2 separate regions of the Mus musculus genome follow, and region 2 is linked to region 1. Evidence: chromatin contacts called from public Micro-C data. All regions are on one chromosome and are shown on one strand. Each heading gives the region's core, a stretch centred on a gene start, on an enhancer-like site or on the middle of the called end of the contact. The rest is flanking DNA. Distances are from core to core; before and after follow the strand shown. Region 1 holds the start of Ptpdc1 (protein tyrosine phosphatase domain containing 1). Region 2 has its middle 47 kb from the start of Fam120aos.

Region 1 (4,345 bases), core at 1,041-3,540:
AAATAAAATACTAGCTTTATCTCTAATATAGTCAATGCATCACATTGTCTAGTTAATACCAACAAAGAGCCGGTTAGTTTTTCTACTTAAATCATTTTAAGAACAGGAATCATAAACATACATATTTTGATTGAAGCCGAGGGGATATGAGAAATGGCAGAAATATTCACTAACAAAGATGATTCTTAGAAAAGATTTCAATGGATGTATTTTCATACTCCCTCACTCTCCAAAGTTCTTCTGGGTGGAAAAAACCCTTGGGGGCAGGTTTTGGTTTGGAAAAAAAGGGGGTTTGAAATGTTCTTTTAAGAGAACAGTGATTTGAAATTTATATTCAGAATAATTTTTAGATTTTTTTTCTCCCCTATATATGGAATAATTCTGCCTGTGAGAATGTTCTAAATTTATGTGACATCAGGGGGGCATCACTAATCATGATACAGCATGGTAAAGACCACAAACATCATTTTGTTAAACTGGTGATACTACAGGTAAATTGTGATTCTTACTTTTCTTCATATGACTTTTTTTGGGGGGGGGGTGGTTTCGAGACAGGGTTTTTCTGTATAGCTCTGGCTGTCCTGGAATTCACTTTGTAGACCAGGCTGGCCTCTAACTCAGAAATCCGCCTGCCTCTGCCTCCCGACTGCTGGGATTTAAAAAAAAAAGTGTATTCAGTAGTGGTCAAGGAAGATCATATAAAAAGAGAGAGAGAGATTCAGTAGTGTTCTCTCAATTCGCTTGGATTCCACCAACAAAGGATTTTTTTCTGATGAAAACCCAACCTCCCTTAAAAGGACATGAAGTACTGTTGAGATGGGGAATCTGGGTCTCCAGGACACAATGCTGTGAAGGCACCGGTATCCGGTTAGCAATTAGTTATTGCTAAGACGGACTACGGACTTCCAAATGGGAATCGTCTATGAGGTCTTAAGCAAATTTCATGCTGGTCCCAGTTTGTCTCTAAGACCTGGGTATCCACACTTTTTAAAAAGCCACAGGTGGGATTCCTGGGTAGCGAGAAGTTTCGCTACAACTGAACAGGAAGAAACCACATGGTGATGAGTGAGTGGTTTGAGGTCATACATGCGTGTTTACATTTTATTTCTTTCCACTAACAGCTCTGATTGTGGCAAATCACCCAAGCCTTCCTTTCTGAGGGAAAGACAAAAACAAAACAACAACCTGGAATGACACTTTGTTGTTAAACTCAAGAAAGCTTATGCTGTGCAGGGTGGGGGTGGAGGGTGAGGTGGAGGTGGATATATACATGTTCACACAGGTTAATAGTGCCCGCCATGATAACAGCTTCTCAGGCTCCTTCAGCTCGCAGTCAATGAATGATAGCTTGTGTTCAGTTTTTAGCATAGACAACCCTTGCTGGAATAATTTGATCAGCTATTTCCCTAAAGCACTGTTTCTCAAGCTCCACCCCCCTCCTCCCTGGGCCTTTGTTTACTAAATTTTCTTTTCCATTAAAATTTAATACCACAGGTAGGGTGTATCTATGGTGTGGTCCTCTGAAAGGCCACAAACCCTTTATTATATAAGAAAACACACACACCCCAGAGCAGGGACATCGACATCATCATCATCATTATCAACGTTGAGAATGCATGTCAGGAGAAAAAGTGACTTGGTCAAGGTCACGTGACTCGTTTACTGACAGAAAGAGGTCCGAATTAGGGATCCCAAAGTGGTAGCCTGATACCTGCTTGTGGCTGTCTTGTCTGCTTTATTTGTAATGAAGAACTAGTTGTCAATATTTCTAATCAAGAGATTTCAACTAAAACACCCAAGCAAGCCTCCAACTGCTCCCGAGAAATCCGAGTGTCGCAGCACTTGAGCAAGACAGAGGGGCGCCCGGTGGCCCTGGTCCCCCGCCCCGCCTCTAGGGATGCGCCTCCAAATAACGCCTCCCTGGATAACCCGCCGCGTAAGGACAACCGTCTGGGGACCGCTCGGCGGGCGCCTAACTGGCTGCGGACTCCGAACCTCTTGGCGCGCTTCGCTCTCCGGCTTCGGAGCCCTGGAGCCGACGGGTCGGTGTCTCACGTCTAGGGCCGGGAGGCGCGGGCGGAGAGGACCGGCCGGCCCCGGGCGCTGCTCGGGCGGGTTCCGCGGCGCTGGCCTGCCCGCAGGCCCGGCCTCCCGCCGCGCCTCTGAGCAGGGAGACTCCCCGCCAGGCGCGCTACACAACGTCTCCCTCGGGCGCGCGCACGGGCCACTCCACAGCCCGGCCGCCGAGGACGCCCTGTCGCCGCCGCGGCCTTGCGCGCGCCCGACCCAACAGCCAATAGCCGGAGCCGCTCGGTGCACGTGATACGCGCCAGCCAATGGAGACTCGAGGCGGCCCGTGACGCGGCGGACAGCTTCTAAGGTTTTCGAACATGTGGGAGCCGCTGGGAAGCCGAGCTGGGGCTTGAGTGGTCGCGGGCTGAGCCGACGGCGTGTGCGCGGAAAGCCCGGAGGACCCTCAGGGCCATGAGAGGGCGCGGCTGCCAGCCTGCAGCATGGGGGTGGGGGTGGGGGGCACCGACTCCCCACGAGCCCCGGTGCAGAGTCGCAGGAGGAGCGAGGACTGCTCTGGAGCTTCGCTCACGGAACCACGTGTTCCGTCTCAGCGCCCAAAGAAGAAGAAAAGCCCATATTATGCATCGAATGTCTTCATTTCCCCCCTAATATTCTTGAACTATTATATTTAATAGTCAATATTGTCTTGCACTATGACAGTTTAAATATGAATTTCTGGAGTTGGTCTAGTAGGGGAAAGTTGAATTATGTAGAGGGGGGAAAATGAAGACCAAGTGCTGTCATAAGTATGGGTCCTGTAGGTATCTGGTGAAACCACTGTACCTGTTAGCAACGATCCGTGTTGCTAACGAAAGTCCCAACTGCCACTTGTTCTGTAAGCATACTTTAACTCAAGTAGAAATTTCCCCTCGGTTGTTCTGAAACAGACCATCAGCAAATGTTCACTAAGGCAGTAATTTAAAGACACCAGTGCTGTAGCAGTTGGATGACCAAAGCTAAAAACCCATAAATACTATGTCTCTCCACAGTGGAGTAGGCTAGCCTAATAAATCTGAATTCTCCAACTCTCAGAGTGGTGTTTGGTTCTTCTTTGGTCAGTTTTCCATAACACCAGAGTCTCTTCCTTCTGTTCTCCTGCAATCCTTAGACTTTCTTTGTCAAAGCCTTGCCAGCATCTTAGCCTCTTGTGACTCCAGGTCTGGACAGGAACAGGGACCCTGTCATTAAGAGACCTGACTGGTCTCTGCCCTCTTGTAACAGAAACTCCAGGTTCCAGAATCCTGATCTAAACTCACAGGCATTTCTTCTCATTAAAGCTGTACCCAGGGATCCAGACATTCTGCCATGTCACCCTTAAAAAATCAGGTTTCCTTTCAATTTGTGTCATGGATCAAAATCGTAGACAGAGCACCATCCACCATGTCCTTATTTAATATTTTAATAAAGATCTTACTAGAAGCCTACCCATCAACTTAATCATATTATAGATCTTACATACTCAGTAACATGACCTCATGTAGTTGAGAAATGTCTTCACTAGGCACATTTCTGTTCTTAAGGAAATCCCATGCCAAAAAAGTGAGGGATGGATCCAGATAAGCATCTACCAGCCTCTGCTGAGTCCATGTTTTCAAACTCTACTAGAAGTCCTGTTATCTCATACAGTTCAGTAGAAATGTCTTTCTAGTGCAGGACACTGCTAGGCAAATTCTGTGGCGCTCTGTGCTAGATGCTTTACATATATTTTCTATTTTGTCCATGCCATTAATAGCTTTGTGATGATACAAGTGACATCGAAAGCTGTAAATGTATGCAATGGTGTCAGCGTTCGGAGGCTGATTATGGGATGGATCCCCAGGTATGGCAGTCTCTAGATGGTCCATCCTTTCGTCTCAGCTCCAAACTTTGTCTCTGTAACTCCTTCCATGGTGTTTTGTTCCCAATTCTATGAAGAGGCAAAGTGTCCACACTTTGGTCTTCGTTCTTCTTGAGTTTCATGTGTTTTGCAAATTGTATCTTGTATCTTGTGCATTCTAAGTTTCTTGGCTAATATCCACTTATCAATCAGTACATATCATGTGAGTTCTTTTGTGATTGGATCACTTCACTCAGGTCCATCCATTTGCCTAGAAATTTCATATAAACTAACCAGTACCCCCCAGAGCTCGTGTCTCTAGCTGCATATGTATCAGAAGATGGCTTAGTCGGCATTGTTGGAAAGAGAGGCCCATTGGTCTTGCAAACTTTAGATGCTTCAGTACAGGGGAACGCCAGGGCCAAGAAGTGGGAGTAGGTGGGTAGGGGAGTAGGT
Region 2 (4,345 bases), core at 903-3,402, 390 kb after region 1:
TTCAAGTGTGGGTCCACAAAGCTGCCATTCTCAACTCACCCACAGTGACACATTCCAGAAAGCCAGTGACTGTCTGGTTTCCTTACAGGTGGCCATTCCAATGTGATGACGAGCCTTAGCTCCTGTGTGCTGTGTCTGCCCTCTCCCATACTCACTTGCCTTGCAACCTCCATTGAAGTGGATACAAAAGAAACTACTTTCCCCACTACTTGTTAGTAAAGAGTGGTGACCCGAAACAGGAAGTCCTACCTTTGTTCTTTTGTTATTCTGTTTCTTAGAGTGCCGGAGGATCCAGTTTGGGGCTGGGCAAATACTCTCAATGAACTCCAACCAGCCTCAGTCCTTGCTTTCCAGAGAAGACTCACTGTATAGCCCAGGCTGGTCTGGAACACCTGGTCCTCCTGTCCGCTGGGGTCACCCTCCTGTCCACTGGGGTCACATACCTGTGCCACCAGAGCAGGCTCACCCCTTGGTTCCTGAACAACACTTGCTCTCAGCGTTGACTCCTGCGTTGACAGTGTAACCCTTCGCTGCTTGAGCTGCTGTCCCTTCCCTGCTTGCTTACATTTTGTCTTTGGAAAGTCTGTGGTTGTGAATGCTCCTGCGGGCTTGAACTCTCATGGGGGGGGTGGGGGGGGATGTTTCACATCTTCTCTTTGTATTTTGAGAAACCTGATTATGTTGTGCATTAAGTTTTCAGTCTCTTTTCTTGTATTTAGGGGTGTGCCAGGCTTTTAAAAATTATGGGTTTACAAATTTTATCAAAAAATTTAAAATGAAGTAAGTAAAAGTATTTCTTATGTTCACCTAACTCTTTGGGAATAGCGTGTTAACTTCCTGTTGCTGTGACAAAAAAATGCATGGGTTAAAGAACTTAAAAAAGATAATTTGGGCCTGTGGTTTTAGGGATTCAGTTCATAGTCGATTGGCTTTGCTGGTTTTGGACATGTGTGAAGGCTGAAGACCCTGGAGTTAGGCAGATTCCCTGACAGACAGACAGACAGGAAAAGAGGCCATGACTAGTTAATAAAAACAGTGGGCTTCCAATATGGCAGGCTCCTTCTTCAACTTCCTGACCTATGGCAAGAGCCTGGCAGATTCAAACAAAGGCCTGGAGAGCTTTTCCCTGCTAGTAGGGCCCCCTGCCCATCCACCATGTGGACTGGTCTGACAAGTCCAAGGCTAGACCAGGATGTGTTTACCCTAAACTGGTGGGCCTATCAGCCTCCCTGTCTTTGTCCAACCCCAAATTGGGAGGGAAGACCCTGAAAAGCACAGCCCTCACCGGGACACTGGACTTCTGCTTCCCAAGCTAGCCCCCACCCCCACCCCCCACCCCCGCTTTGCAGAGCCTCTTCTTTCTGCTGTGCCCGAGGTTTCCCCCATTGCTACCTGCTGCACTTGAGGTCTTTCTATTGTGTTTATAAAAAGATAAAGAGAGAAGGAATATGTTTTGGAGAGGTGTAGTCAGGTGTGGGGGAAGGGGGTGCCTCTGCAGACCCATGCTGAGGCATCCCTTCCCCCTGAGGGACCAGCCACACCAAGGTATAGTATAGAGTTTATTCAGGGCATGGGGAGGGGAGTTGAGAGGGTAGTAGAGACAGAGAAAGACAGACAGACGGAGAGAGACAGGGAGGGGAAGGGGAGGGAGGGAGAGAGGGAGGGGGAGAGAGAGAGAGAGAGAGAGAGAGAGAAGAGAAAAGAGGAGAGGGGAGGAGAGGAGAAGGAAGGAAGGAAGGAAGGAGAAGGGAGGGGAGGAGAGGAGAAGAGGCGGGCCATGAGCACGTGGAGAGAAAGGGTAGGTAAGAGAATGGAGAGAGGGGAAAGGGGAAAGGACAGAGTGGGAGCAAGAAGACATGAGCAAGAAAGAGAGGAGAGGGCAAGCAGCCCCTTTTATAGTGAGTCAGGCACACCTGGCTGTTGCCAGATAACTGTGGGGCGGAGCTTAGACAAAACGCTAACACTTTTCCTTCCGGCTAGTTTTTTAACTGGTATAGAAAATGAACCTGATCGAGACCTCTAGCCGGTAACACAGAGGAGGCCTGTTCACCTTCTGGCAGCTGAGGAGAGAGTGGGGGAGGTGCAGGAGTGTCTCAACATCCCCTTCAAAGGCCCGCCCCTCAACGACCTAACTTTCTCCCTCTAAACTCCACCACCAGGAGGTTCCACTGCCTGGGATGGACCGGGCTTCCCGCAGACCGTACTGCACGTAGCAGCTGTGAGCTACATGCAAATTATTCTGCTTGAAATCTTCTCACTGTTCATCCACATGTTGTTGGTCATTTTAATAATTCTTTTGTTTGTGTACGTACGTGTTCCTCTGTGTCTGGGCTCCGTGCGTGCTTGTGTTCATTGGCTGTGTGTTACAGATGTGGATGCCAGGGACCCAAACCCAGAACTACAAGAACAGCAAAGCATCCTAACTGGTGAACTGTATCTCCAGCCCAGACAGTTGCTTTTTTTTTTTTTTTTTTTTTTTTGCAGCTGAGGCCCGTAGGGTTCGAGTTGTTCGAGTCCTTAACTGGAAACGCTCAAGGAGGTGGTATTTGTGCTGCAGGCCTTGGAGCCTTCTGTGTGAAACACACGGTGCCTGTGTGGCTCACTGGTGGTAGAATCATTCCTTTTTCCAGAGCTCAGAGTGCTTTTGGGGGGGAGGGAGGGATTTCGTTGTATTAAAAGCGCGGCTTTTGCTGGCACAGCACACTGTAGAAATGGATCTCCGCTTTGAAGAGGAAGGACGCAAAGCACTCTACCTTCATACGCGAAGGGGAAATGTGTCTCTCTGTCAAGTGCACGTTCTTAAAGCATCGCCTCCAGGGGCTCTCCTGGCTGTCCAGATACAGGAGGCGAGGGAATTTGGAAGAAAATTAAACACGAAGACATGGCAGTCTGCGTGCTGTGAGACATGAATTCTCTCTTGGCACGTGTGACGGGGCAGCTACAAGAAAATGAATACGGTGTTCCTAGTGCCAGGCTGTCTTGTGAATAAAGAGCCTTTAGTCCGGGAGAGGCGCGGTGTGACGCGCGCTTTCCATCTGGTGGGCCAGTTTCCAGGCCAGCTTAGTCTTGGTGCCTGCCCTGCCCCCGCTTCTGGGGATACGCCAGCCGCTGCATTAGTGATGCCCGCAGCCTCAACCCATGAGTCCCCTCCCTGCCCACCACCCTTGAGGGCCTCTCAGTCAGCAAGCTCAGAGCCTGAGGCAGCCCTGGTTCTCTTGTGTCTGGGATATACATGGTTTACAGCTTGAAGCTGTCATGCCTGGATCGCTCAGCAGGCTTGGCTTATTTTTCCAAGTGCCACCAACTGTGAAGTCACGTGTCAGCTACACAGCTTGCATTTGGGGCAACAAATAAGAAAGGGAGCAGAGGCTAACTCATGAATGAGTCTTCTTGTATACATTAAAATGAATAATCATTTAGTTCAACTCTAAAAACCTATCTTTTAAATTAACCTATCTTTAATATTATCCTTTCTTCTTTTCCTTTTTTTTTTTTTTTTTTTTTTTTGAGACAGTCTCACTATGTAGCCCTGAACTCACAGAAATCTGGCTACCTGTGCCTCCTGAGAGCTGGGATTAAAAGCATGAACATGCTTAGCTAATTTCTCAGCTAATTTTTATACTTTTTAAATAAATGATTTATTTATTATTATATGTAAGTACACTGTAGCTGTCTTCAGACACACCAGAAGAGGGCATCAGATTTCATTACGGGTGGTTGTGAGCCACCATGTGGTTCCTGGGATTTGAACTCAGGACCTCTGGAAGAGCAGTCAGTGCTCTTAACCGCAGAGCCATCTCTCCAGCCCCTAATTTATATACTTTAAGCATAGAATTATTTTTTTTCTCCCACCAGAAAAAAAAAAAGTTTGAGGATCTATAATTGGCCTGAAAACATAATGTCTATAAATAAGATTTCTTTTTACTATACCGTCTTAGTTAGGGTTTTACAGCTATGAACAGACACCATGACCAATGCAACTCTTGTAAGCATAACATTTAATTGGGGCTGGCTTATAGGTTTAGAGGCTTAGTCCCTTATCTTCAAGGTGGGAGCATGGCAGCATCTAGGCAGGCATGGTGTAGGAGGGGCCAAAAGTTCTACATCTTCAACTGAAGGCTGCTAGGAGAAGACTGGCTCCCACATGAGTAGGAGGAGGGTCTCATTGCTCACCCCCACAGTAAGATGCTTTCTCCAGCAAGGCCACACCTATTCCAATAAGGCCACACTTCCAAATAGTGCCACTCCCTGGGCCAAGCATATTTGAACCACCACATATGGTCTGGGGTGTCTTTCAGTGTGGGGTACTTCCTTCCTGTGGTGATTCGAATGAGAATGTCCTCCA

Evidence for each region. A called contact is a pair of places that touch in the nucleus more often than the background predicts.
Region 2: a contact with region 1 is called in a Micro-C map of embryonic stem cells, with 2.0 times the contacts expected there. The contact joins the enhancer-like site here to the promoter of Ptpdc1 in region 1. A contact is called at or near these places in 2 of 39 promoter capture datasets (liver and stem cell-derived epiblast-like cells), 1 of 484 Hi-C or Micro-C datasets (embryonic stem cells) and 3 of 115 datasets of contacts at active chromatin or transcription factors (embryonic stem cells and epiblast stem cells).

Annotation. Positions count from the first base shown.
Region 1 is chr13:48,623,382-48,627,726 of GRCm38.p6, forward strand. It overlaps Ptpdc1 (protein tyrosine phosphatase domain containing 1), which reads right to left and starts at 2,291. Exons shown (of 10, transcript NM_207232.2): 1 at 1,996-2,291.
Region 2 is chr13:49,013,424-49,017,768 of GRCm38.p6, forward strand. No RefSeq gene overlaps it. Among named protein-coding and RNA genes, the nearest start is that of Fam120aos, 47 kb to the left of the region's middle. Within about 2 kb of position 2,153, at least 145 of the 459 cell types and tissues checked have an H3K27ac peak or open chromatin away from gene starts, as enhancers often do. A contact at or near this core is called in embryonic stem cells, epiblast stem cells and stem cell-derived epiblast-like cells, where this site is marked.